Linked DNA regions of Mus musculus: region 2 is linked to region 1. Evidence: chromatin contacts called from public promoter capture Hi-C data. All regions are on one chromosome and are shown on one strand. Each heading gives the region's core, a stretch centred on a gene start, on an enhancer-like site or on the middle of the called end of the contact. The rest is flanking DNA. Distances are from core to core; before and after follow the strand shown.

Region 1 (6,592 bases), core at 2,516-5,015:
GCATTTTAGATGGGGATTTAGCCCATTTCTTTCTGTGGTAAGTCAGTCAGCCCGGCAATGTTTACAGATGGGGGACATTGATAGAGACTTTTCAAAAAGATAATATGTCCAAGTTCGTAAACACTGTCAATGGCAGCACTAAGACTCAAGTGCAGGAAATTAGTCTATTTTATGGAATGAAGTATTACCTAGCTCTAGAGTGGAACATGACAGTGACTGTGATCTCCAAGGATATATTAAAAAATCAGATTCTCTGATTGCAGTTCCAAGAATCACATGGTGGACAATTGTATTAGAACATGGAAATTAATGCGACACATTTTGCCTGTTAGATCAATAGCAGAAACTCTAATGCCATTATTTCGGTATGACCAGTTGAATAATATTGACGACTGATCTTTGAGGTAGAAAGCAGGCCCCAAAGCTTAACCTACTGATTGCATTCACCAAGTTTCATGGTTCAGTCTGTGACAGTGCCATGGCCCTGGTATGAAAGTGACTTACTGACCACATCATTGTTTCTATACAAAATATTATACAGATCTGCCCATGCCCAATTAGTTAAAACAATAAATGTGTCTTAACACTGAGGATGTTGTTGGTTCAGAATTGTTTACTAGGCTGCATTTGGGGAATGGTCCAGGGCTGCAACCTCATCTAAAGGAATGACTGTAAGGAGTTGCTTCCAAATGCATCTGTGTGGTAACTGAGAATTCTAGACTATTTGTCTGAGCGTCTCAGTCCCTAAGCTGCAGTCTGGGAACTCACATGATAGGTGGCTTCTATTAGTGCAAGGTGCAAGGATGCGAGAGAGTCAGAGGAAGACAGTAGTCACCATCTGTGGAAAGCTAACCTTTGCAGTCATATCTCATTATGTCAGCATATCACATTCATTGAAAAGTAGCCAGTAGATTCATCCCACAGTCAGGAAAGGAAGACTGACACAAGGGTGTGAATACCATGGGGGAAAAAATGTATCTTGTTCCATATTGGCTACTACCAGCACTGACCAATCTTTTGACATGTTTGAGGGTTTTCTTATAGTTGAAACATCTGATTTCTTCCAATATAATGTTAATGAAATTAAAAAAAAAGATTTCTCATTTATAAGTCTGGCCAACCTGCTGTTCTGGAGCCCCAGGTGTGAGGGCTGGACCCAGATATGAAGGACAGAGGTCAAGAGAATGAGTCCTAGTACTATCCAACATGGACTTGAAGGAAAATAGGTATTAATCAAGGAATAAGAGGGAGTAAGTATGCCACAGAAAGAGGAGAACATATGGTGGGAAGACCTGAGCATGAGAAAGAGTCAACGGTGATATTTAAAGTCTACATCTATAATTCTGCCAGTGTAAGAGTTGACTCTAATGATTCTTAATAAAGTGTACTACTTGGATTATTAGATACCCACTAAACATTAAGTTTGTGATTGTTTCTGTTTCACCAGAGAAGTTTCCTAGACGAACCCTTCATGCCGTGGTAGGTATATGCATCCACATTACCTCCCCTCCTCATCTGGCTGCTTCCTAAACGGAACACAGAACACAAAAGTTACGCAGATTTAACAATCTATATTAATTTGTTCAATATGTAGCCCATCCTAATAATTAAATTCAAACTAAAATATGTCCTGCTTCTGCTACACAAAAAGAATGCATTGGACAAGGATTTGATTATTTTGACTCCTGCTTCCTATAGGCATTGGATTAGCTGCTGATAAGAACATTGTACAATTAACATGAAGTCGCTTAATGCAGGACAAGAATTCTTCATGCCATTTTGGAAGGATGCTTGACATATAGCCTACAAAATAATCTAATTTATCATGTTCCAGGAAGGATCTTAAAGTAATAAATTATCATATACAACAATAAGAAATCCACCTACTGGTGATACATAACATTGATTCTTTGGCTCTGATTTTCAATTTTTTATTTTGTAGAATTTTTAAGATATGTAAGAGTAAACAGAATATATCATGCTCTGCCAGCCCTCAACCCATGTGAGTTTACAACACCACAATCCTAACTACCCCCCACTGTATTATCTTGACACCTATTCCCGACACCATCTTGTTTTAACCCATGGATATTTTATATCTCTAAAGGATAAGCAGTCATACTTTCTAAAATAAAATCAAAGTACCCTGGGAAAAAAGAGAACACTTCTTATTTAATGCTTAGTCTTCTATTCTAGTCTTCTATTCGTATGCTTACTTTCTTTTTATAATAATAAGCAGAACATTGTTAGTTCTTAATCAGGGACGGTTTTGACACGCCGGGAGAAATTTGGCAGTAGCAGAATTTTTCCTTACAGCAGACAGCTACTGGGTAGAAGCCAAGGACAGTAGTAAAGATGCATAGAAGTGCCTATATAATAAGGAACTGCTGGTTCCAAAATGTCAGTAGGTGCCACTGTTGATATGTACAGTTAAGGAAGAAGGAAGGAGAGGTGGTGGTGGATAGCAGTTATAATGGACAAGAACTTATAAAGGAGAGAGATACAAAATACTAAGACATTTTTCTAACAGCCACACTGACCATTAAAATTGGATTTATCATTGAACAGGCAATTTGAAAGTTGTCCCAGTCAAGATGCTTAATAGATCCGATGAAACCTGCTTTTCTTTTAAAATCATTTCTTTATCTTAGGCTTCTATACTCATGCCACAGCACACATGTGAGGGCTAGAGGACAAAGTCCCAGAGGCCACTCTCCTTCTGTTATGTGGGTTCCGATGCTGAACTCAGGATTGCCAAGCTTGGCTGCAGGTGCCCTTCCATGCTGACTCATACTGCTAGACCCTTTGTTTTCAGAGTTAAAGAACCCATGGAGTAGCTCTGTCAGATGGAAATAAAGCAGCCCAGACGGTGACAGCACTTACTTAGGCAGCAGACTCAAAGGAAGTTACCAAAACCAATGTTTGACAAATACAAATATAACTCAGGACCTGCAGTATATGAACAATCTAGAAATATTTTGAATTGGTAAAGGGTAATAAATAGAAAATGGTTTTCTTTTGGGCAAGAGACATGCAGAATGCTAAACCTTGCTGACATATTTTAAGATGAAAACTGATATGAGTTAATTTAATTCAGACAGAGTTCTGCTCATTACACCCCCCAACCCCCCAACACACACACTCAGGACCGCTGGCAGTACCAGGACCGCTGGCAGTAATTTACCTAGCAGGACAGTTGCTCCTGCAGATCAAAGCAGCATTACTTAAGTGTGTCCAGAGGGCAGGTTTTAGCTCTGTGTCTTCCTCTTTATGAGAAAAGAGAGGGGAAAAAGGTTTTCTTCTTAAGAGACAAAACATATTTAACTAAATAGATCTTTTACTCAAGTCTGACACTACTCAAAAACTCATATGGCTTCTTCTAACTTTTGGGGAAGAAGCCCCTTCAGGCCCCAAATTTTCTTTAATCTGAGGGGAATAGAGAACAAAAGTGTGAAAAATAAAATAAACTCTGTCTCTTTATGTGAACAGCAACCTACTTTTCCTTCCATTAAACTTGACCATGAACCTAGGCTCCGGAGAGGACCTGGCTGAGGAGCAAGTGGTAGCAGTTGTGACAGGGCTGTGCCTTGCCTGCTTCAGCTCGTAGACCAGTAAAGCCCAACTCTGAAATCGCAGGCAATTTGTGTAGCAAGCCCCTCCTCTTCTGCAGCCCGTCTTCTCCATTGGTAAAATTCTTTTGCAGGGTCAAGTAGGGATCCCACCCCTTCTCTGTGTTTTCACTCCGAAGCCCTACACAACTTTACACCTGAATGAACGCCAAGCCTCTGGCTATATAAAGGGAACCTTGGGAAGGGATTCCACAGTCCACAGTGCAGAAGCAAGGGGGAAAGAATTAGCGGCTCCTCAGCCCAGCAAATCCTCCACTCATCATGCTTCCTCCTGCCATTCATCTCTCTCTCATTCCCCTGCTCTGCATCCTGATGAGAAACTGTTTGGCTTTTAAAAATGATGCCACAGAAATCCTTTATTCACATGTGGTTAAACCTGTCCCGGCACACCCCAGCAGCAACAGCACCCTGAATCAAGCCAGGAATGGAGGCAGGCATTTCAGTAGCACTGGACTGGATCGAAACAGTAAGTGTGTTTTACTTGTACAGATTTTTTTTTTCCTTTTGGGGAGCATCAGCTCCCACTCCTGTAGAATGCTTTTGCTGTAAACTAACGTGAACCATCTACGCTTTTGCAAAAACAATCTGGGAGCAATCTGGTGCATGTGTAGGCTGGCGTTCTTTCCTGGGTAGTGATTTTAGAGTTAATACAAATTAAGCCGGTGGCTTGATAATGCAAGCAGAGACATGGTTTATCCAGTGCCCACAGAAAAATGCATCGAGGTATTGAACTGCTGCTTTTTAAAAACTCTGCAAAAGGGAGACTTCTTTAAAGTGTGGTTCTGTGTGCAGTTTAAGTTCATGGCGTCTTACACTTTGCTAATTTCAGATCGTGCAGGAATCTGGTGAAGTGTCTAAAGGTAACTAACCGGAACTATGTATAGGGAATCACAATGGATGAAAGGAAGCTTTCAGGAAATATGGAATTGCTCACACAGATGTCTAAAATATGTCTAGTTTGGAGAGGTGTAAAGACTTGATGTCCACTGTTAAACGGGTCTATACTACAAAACGTTGGAGCATCATGGTTTTCCAAATTGTTCTTTATTCAACAGGTCAAATTGAGACAATTGTATGTTTCTGTGAAAGACTGGGTATATATTTGTAACAGGAGATTTTACATAATAGGATGCTAATGTTTGGCACAGGGAGTATTTCTTTACCCTTTTCTGTTTGCTTAATTGACATACACGTCAAGTGACTACTAGTTAGAGGGGTTCAAATTTCTTCCTCTAACTTTTGCTCTATTCTCTTCCTTTAAAAGATTTCTGTTAGTAAGGAATGTGAAGAAAGGCAGAGAAACAGTGTACAGGAAACCTTACACAAATCTCTGCCCCTCCACCTTAAACTCCATCCAACTGTGTAAAAGCGTTTTGACCTTTGAAAAGTCATACCGTATATGACTGGTCATATCCCACTAAGAAAACTGAAGTGTTTTCCTTGCATGTAGTTAATTTCAGAGCATAGGAAGTGTCTGTCTGAGCAGTACCAGGTTACTGAAAAGTGTGGTGGGTGTTCATTGTCAATGTGAGAAATGTCACCACAACAATGCCCAACCTTATACATGAGGAACAAAAAGCCAGGAGAGTCAAAATTATTGCTGGCTGTTTCCAGGTACATTCCTAAGGCAGCTGTAGGAAGGTGAGCTGGAATCAAAAGCAGGCAAGCCTAGCACATTGTCCAGCCAAACCGTTAACCCTTTCATCTCCGTCTCTAACTTTAGCTCCGTATGTACATACATATGCAGGCATATGCTGCACACTTCCTTTAGTCTATGAGCCTTAAAGTAGATGTTCAGGGTACAGAATTGGAGCAAAACTTCTGACCCACTGTCCACTTTGAGATAATTCTCAGGCATCAGAAGAACAATTTCAACAGGTTTTATTAGTTTTGGCTTGGACACACCATCTGCCTATGTTGTTAAGCCTTGCCCTCTCTTTCTTGGTTAATAAGCCTTGATTTCTTTTCAAGTGTGTCAAAAACAGTTCTCATTTAGATAACAAAGGATTTAGTTATCAAAGTAACAAGAAAGAAAGTTTGAAGTATTGTGAGATGAATTTTATTTTAATTACACTAGGCACGTGACCAGAAACAGCCAATTAGAGAACATGCTTATCAAATCCAAATAACTAAAACACAAAGTTTTCCATGCCTGATATTCAGGAAATGAACACCGTGGTTCCTTGTACAGTTGTAAATCAGACATGTTAGGTATTTTTCTGCTGTAAAATTCATGGAAATGTAGCCAAGTTGTTATGGCAACCATACGTTCCTAATTTAGGGGCTTTTGTATTCTTTAAATATTGAATTGTGGTGGCATTTTGCATTTCAAACATGTTGCTGCTTATATTTTTAAAGCACAGCTTGTGAATTTATGTTTAGAATATAGTTATTAAGTTTGATATGCAAAATGTCATTGGCTCTACCCATATGCATGTGTGACCACGCAGCTGAATCCTATAATTGAAACAAAATATTACAGCATGCATATTCACTGTACACAACATTTAAATATGTTCCACATTTTCTCAAGAGATTTTTGAAAAACTTAATTAAAAGCACTTGCAGTCATTAACCAATGTGATCCATGAGAGCGAGTACATTAAAGTGTATTCTTTGAAGAGTGAATATTTACAAGGTTGGAACCATTATTGGGAATGAGACTAAGAAATTGTGACTTTTCAATACTTTTATAAACAATCAGATATTGAAACACATGAAAAAGAAATGAGTTTCTCCCTTGCTGTCTCCCTCTCTATCTCGCTCTCTCTCCTCCCCAAAGTTACAGCCTTTTTGTAGCCTTACCATTATAATGAAAGTGTCTTCCAAGCCTCCCGCAGACTTGCATTGTGAACATAAAGTAAGTACATTGCAGTTTGGATATCATATTATATACATATTATAGATATAGTTACTGCAAATTACTTAAAACAAGAACAAAACCCAAACACCTTCAGTTGCTT
Region 2 (6,592 bases), core at 2,094-4,593, 1.1 Mb after region 1:
CTTCCCCTTCTTTCTTTCTTTCTTTCTTTCTTTCCCCTTCTTTCTTTCCTTCCCCTTCTTTCTTTCTTTCCCCTTCTTTCTTTCCTTCCCCTTCTTTCTTTCTTTCCCCTTCTTTCTTTCTTTCTTTCCCCTTCTTTCCCCTGCTTCCCCTTCTTCCCTTCTTCCCCTTCTTCCCCTTCTTCCCCTTCTTCCCCTTCCCTTCTTCCCTTTCCCTTTTTCCCCTTCCCCCTCTCCTCTCCTCTCCTCTCCTCTCCTCTCCTCTCCTCTCCTCTCCTCTCCTCTTTTCTCTTCCTTTCTTTTCTTTTTTTTTCTGTACATGCCTTATAGGCCTGGAAATAATAGAAATGTAATTGAAGATATATATATTTGTGAGACATTCATGAAAATGATAGATAACCTTGGGTAGAGAGAATATATTTCAGGATGTTTGTCTGTCCTTACTACAAGTTAAGCATATAAAATAATTTCAAGAATAACCCTTATTATTTTAAGTTCATTTGTAAGCCTATTTATAACACTTGATAATTTTATAATAATAATAAAAAACCCGGTGCTTCTGAACTATCACTTGAAGGAAGGGTGGCCCATGGTGAAACTTAATCAGTCAAAAAGTCATATTGCTACAAAAATAGATCTTAGTAATATATTTAGAAGCTGTTCATGACTAATTTCATTTTAAAAGGATAAGGACTATGTTGTTCATTGAAATCTAGTTCACATTCAGAGGACAACAGTAACTGGGTAAATGACAATATTCTAAATAATATTGTAACTGCTGTATAAGTAGTTTATCGACTTGTGGTTCTCATTATCTGCTATCAATGGAATGGCAGGGTAGAAGCAACTAAAATCTTAAACACACACACACACACACACACACACACACACACACACATATATCCCTATATATATATCCCTATATATGTGTGTGTGTGTGTGTGTGTGTGTGTGTGTGTGTGTATGTGTGTGTATATATATGATTATATATATATAGAGAGAGAGAGAGAGAAGACCTAAGTCTTTGTTTGTTTGTTTTTTGTTTTCTTGAGACAGGGTTTCTCTGTATAGCCCTGGCTGTCCTGGAACTCACTTTGTAGACCAAGCTGGCCTCAAACTCAGAAATTTGCCTGCCTCTGTCTCCCTCTGCCTCCTGAATGTTAGGATTAAAGGCGTGAGTCACCATTGCCCTGCTAAGACCTAAAGTCTTAACTACTGGGCTTTCATGACATTTGTATCCATTTATGTGCACGTTGGACACATTCTCTTTGTTGTCCTGTAATTTAAATCTACAAATTTAGATATTTTCCATGAGGTCAGTATCAGTAATTTTTGTATGTAGCAACTTCTATGGTACTTCCATTGATAATGGTTTAAGAATATTGCTTATTTAAAAGTACATTTAAAAATGTAGACTCTTTAAAAATGTCTACATTATTGCTAAATCACTTGTTGGAATTTAGGGATATTGAAATAAAGAACTTCTGAGAAATTTTTTTGCCTAAAATCTTTCCTTAGAAATAAAGAGTAATAATCTTCACTAGAATTTTAAAAGCATTGGCTTTTAAACAAAAAGTGATGCATTCCAGTTCATTACCATTAGTGTCATTAATTTGTTTATGGGTAGCCTACTGGAGCCATTCAACAATTCAGGCAACACATCTCATGACTAAAAAGTACTCTGTTGGAGAGAACGTTTCTTCAGCCCTTCAGAGTGGTCCCTACAGTTGTACTGATTTGAATTTGAAATGTGTCAATGGGCCCTATGTTAAAGATTTGTTCCGTAAGTTGTGATGCAATTAGGAAATGGTATCAAAGAGGTCAAATAGGAGAAGTCCATGTTGGGGACATGCTCTTGAAGGGAATAATGCAAACCCCTACCTCCTCCTCTCTTTTGCTCACTGGCTTCCCCACAGTAAACATCTTTGATTCTCCCTGAGCTCCCCATCTGGTGCTCTAGTTTGCCACACATTCCCAAACAACAGAACCTATTAATGACGGAAAGAACATGTTTAAAATGCAGATCAAGCTCAATCAATCCTTTCTACCTTCAAGTTTATTAATTCTGATATTTTCTTACAAAAAATACAAAACTACACACCTGTCAGGGAGTGATCATTCCCACATTTGGGGTCTACAGACATTCTCTCCAGAAGACTGTGATATTGAGGCAGCTGATGACACATGCTGCAGTCCTGAAACCACAGCTCATCCATCAGCCCTCTGCTCCTCCATATTCTTGGAGGTAGACCTGTATATTCTGGGGCGGAGTGTAAGAGAGGTGCTGTGCAGGTTTTGTTTGGATGAGTGAAGCATATAAATGGAAGAACACGTGGAAATGCTTAGGATTACTGTCCTTTCCCAGAGAGGGCAAACAGGCTGAGAAATGCAACAGTTCAGAGGAGTGGGAGAACTGGAATCCCAAATTTGGAAGCAAATACAAGTAATTTTACTCTCTCCCTTTCAACCTTCCCCTGCCTCTCACCCCATCCCACCTCCCACAGACATATCTTTAGGAAGTATATCTATATTTTCCTAATTTACTTTAAACTGTGCCCAAGATATGACAAGCATAAACCTATCTGGATTCCTGTGTTGAAGCCCTCCTACAGACAGAAGCCATAGAGGCCAATGCTCACCTATGTTTACATCAACTCACTCACTATCTTGTTCAGTATTTGTCAATCAGAGACATGTGTAGAAAGTTACCTTTTCATTTTAATGTGATTAAGATGCCTGAGAACTTGGTAGAGTTCATAAAACATTAATGTAGAAAAGTCACACAGTTGTATGTTGAAAATGATTAATTTTATTACATGTGTGTTTTACCTCGGTAGTAAAGATCACTAGGGAAATGTAAACTTGCTATCATAAACCATCTCCAAATGGTAACAAAAATAAAATAAAAATAAAATAAACCTCCCTCTATAGACACGAAAGTATTTCTAAAGCACTTCAAAAAGCAGTCTTTTTAATTTAAAATTTACCCCCAAAATAGTCCATTCGACCAAACCAAGTCACTGCTTAATTATAACCACAGATCCTCTATAATGCCTTATAATGCCTCAGACTCTTGAATTGCCCTATACAGCTAATTTTCAGGACTGAGAATCCACTAGAAAGAAGCTTCCTCTTGCAATTCGAAGTTGCAAAGGTGTTGCTCTGGTGGCTTGATTTATCTGCCCATGGTCCATAGGGTTACCAATGTGGTAGATGTGAGAAACAGCTGGCATGACTCTGCTGCCTCTGACATGATGCACTCAAAGGCAGGTGGACAAGACTGTTAAAGAGATTTTGCCCCTTTGGGCTGCTGCTGCTGTTGCAGTGGCTCCTGTTGCTGCAGCTGGTGGCTTTTTGAAAACTTATGGCTATCAAGCATTAAGCTTTTGAGCAGGCAGGTTGTAATTGCCTCTCCCATCCCCCTTGCAAAAGCATAAAAGCTATTCTCTGGGGAAACTTTGCACATGTGTTGCAGGTAGTAGTGGCTTTAATCAGCCTTTCCACTACTCTCCTTTTTCCAAACTCTCTGGCTCAGCTGGGAAGATCCTGTATGAGGCGGAGAAGACTGGCTGAGCGAGTGGATTTCATCCAGTGTCTCCTTAAGCTCTTCTAGGCCACCAGACATCCCTGTTTCATAAGCAGTCACCTCTTGATGTCTACGCCATTCTCTTATGTCTGCCTACCCTGATTGAGATTATAAGTTATATAACTTGTGAAATATGCTCTATGGAAATGCAACTTTTGGCCTAAGGTCTCCTCTCTTGCATACTTTCAGCATTATTATTTGGCTCCATTTGTTTTGAGAAGGAAGTATTTGGAAAGAGTGAACATGTTTGACACAAACATCAAAAAGTCCATGGTTAAACTTCCTCTTTGAGTAGCCCTGGTTCCACATCCCACAGATTTAGTGAAGTGATATTTTGAAGGCCCAATAAAAGGACACAGTAATTTTCTTTCAAGGAGACTTGTTGGCATATGACACCATGATATACGCAGCTACATATGTTTGGGTCCCCCCGGGGAGGGCACCGGAATGTTTGACAATCCCACACATGTTTTTAGATGTTGAAGTTCATGAACTTTAAAGAACCAGGTGTCAAATGGTTCTGTTTCTATAGTTTGGAAATCTTACTCTATAGTCAAAGATGCAAATAAAATCTATGTCATCTTAATTTGTTGAAATATGTACAGGATCTGATAAACAATTATCTAATAAAATTTTTAAAAATCATATACATTTTAAAATCTAGTACTTAAAAGTAATAGATAAATTGAAAGTAGCACAGTTTACTCAGCGACTTAATGTGTGTATCAAAGTACACCTAGAATCAAAAATACAAATACTTGATATGAATCACAGTCCATACCCTGATATTCGAGAATGCCACTGATCTAGATAACATCACATATTTAAATGAACACTGAATTACTCCTAAGTAATTAGCTTGGGGTACAATTTCATGAATATTTTTATTTGCCATCCATCTTTCTACATGAATCATTAGGACTGGTTTGAGGATTCCAAGTTAAGGAATAACACGTGGGTATGTTGAAAGTTAATGGTGTATGTTTTTTTTCCGTATTGAGTCAACCGATTTTATAGGAAAGAACAGTGTCCGCCAAATTTAAAGAAAACAAATAAACCTTAAAATAGCATGGCTGTCTTGATTTGGTTGGCACTGAGAATTTCTAAATAAAGAAAAGAACTGGGTGGACATATATCTGTGGTGAGAACATAGCCTGCCAGCCCTGGTTGAGTTTGATAAATTCCTTTTGCTGTCATAATTTGTACCATGGAGTTGAAAGTGTGAATATCGTCAAGAGTGCTCTGTGAAACTTTTTTCTACTTGTGAATTGACTACTTGTGCATGAATGCAAGGAACATTTAAAATAAGTAGAATAGTAGTTAATTTAGCTTCCCGAAGCAGACAACAACATTAAGATTATTGTCTATTATTGTCTATTTATCAAAGTTCCCTAGTCTCCCATTTATTACATTATATGTTATATAGTTTTACATGTGGATACATATGTAAATATTACACTAATTTCTCTAAGGATTTGTAAAATTATTTTATGCGTTTAGAAATTTTGATCTGTTTAAAATAACTTAAAGATAACTACTCATTTTTGGTAAGAAATCATAATATTATGGCTGTATAGCAGAACCACAAATGAAGACAGGTCATGCATCTATAGTACATTGCTACTGACTGTATTATCTAAATTGTAGCTACACATGCAAAAATATATTTACACATGCTATAATAAATCTTAACATTAACTGCTATGCAGTGAATATTTCAAAGGTAGTGCTGGCTAGACACAAGTCGTTTGGCAAAGCCTTTTCCTAGTATATATTTTCAGGGCTGTCTGCACAAAGATGCTGGCACACTCACCATGATTTCTATTCCAGGTGATGGATTTCTGTCCAAGTAAGCGAGTGACTAAATATTTTCCGGTGGAATCTAGGCACTGTAAAATCACTGAAGCCAAATAAAAAAGTTGTCGACCTTTCTAAAAAAGTAATTATAATAGCTTTGCATACCACTATGACAGAAGGAACATTTCCACTTAGATCACTAAATAACAAAATGAGTGGAACCTCATTAGGAGAAGTGGGGAGTAGAACAAATGTGCAACCAATATGTCCTTTGATCACCATGAATGAGTATCTTATTATATTTTCATGCATTTCCCAAACAGTCTTCCTAAACCTTAACAGTGTCTGAGGGCATAGACTCCACATGCCGTTCTGTCAAAGACAAGAAATCCAATCTGAACTCACTAAAAATCTGGGTCATCACTTCAACACAAGACAAGTCGTAAAACCAGAACACTTTGTATTTGTTGATTTCTGCTAATCTGAGCAGTCACAGAAGGAAATGCCTTCCAAAGTGATAGGAAGATGTGGCTGCCTGTTCAGAATTACAGCAAGAATCTAGCATCTCTTCCGCCACTTCAATCTAAACAGAGATTTAATTCTGGTACATGTCTTCTCTTACTTTTCACAAATTTGAATAAATAGGAGATTCTGTGAATTTATAGGCCGGTTTTGCACTCCTATTGTTTCAAACGTAGCACATGGGACAAACAGCACTGTGTGTTGTAATTCAGCTTTAATGATGGAACACTTGGTTTTAGACAATCGTTGAGGCTGCGCGTGACATTGTGTTTTAGCTTCAGACACTGCACGTAACTTAGCAATTATATTACAGCTTTCAATAATGGTTGTTGGCGGGATATCTGCGAGTGAAGTCATAGCAATTTTGAAAGAGAATGCTAATAAAAATACACCTGCCTTGTAGTGGAAAGTGAGCCTTTAATATCTCTGCTTTGAAGTGGGGCAAAGCCTTTGGTATTAACTAACGTATTATGATGGAGGAATAATCCTTTGCCCTGGGGGAAAGCAAGACATTGAAGTTGCGACAGATTGTTAAGTTTCTAATGACCCAGGGTTCAGTCACTTGATAATCATAAAAGAATAGAATGAGGTGATGATTTCTTAACACTACAAAGATATGACTATTTGAAAACACTTCATGGTAATTATAAGTAAGTAAGAGAACATGTGAATATTCCTTAAAAGTGACTC

The links. Promoter capture Hi-C pulls out the DNA fragments that hold promoters and counts their contacts.
Region 2: a promoter capture Hi-C map of hippocampal neurons shows a contact between it and region 1, with 4 times the contacts expected there. The contact joins the enhancer-like site here to the promoter of Sostdc1 in region 1. A contact is called at or near these places in 8 of 39 promoter capture datasets (the 3T3-L1 cell line, cranial neural crest, frontonasal cranial neural crest and 3 more).

Annotation. Positions count from the first base shown.
Region 1 is chr12:36,310,404-36,316,995 of GRCm38.p6, forward strand. It overlaps Sostdc1 (sclerostin domain containing 1), which reads left to right and starts at 3,766. Exons shown (of 2, transcript NM_025312.3): 1 at 3,766-4,095. The coding sequence starts at 3,891.
Region 2 is chr12:37,439,313-37,445,904 of GRCm38.p6, forward strand. All of the region lies in intron 12 of Agmo (alkylglycerol monooxygenase), which reads left to right. Among named protein-coding and RNA genes, the nearest start is that of Gm34408, 32 kb to the right of the region's middle. Within about 2 kb of position 3,344, at least 6 of the 459 cell types and tissues checked have an H3K27ac peak or open chromatin away from gene starts, as enhancers often do.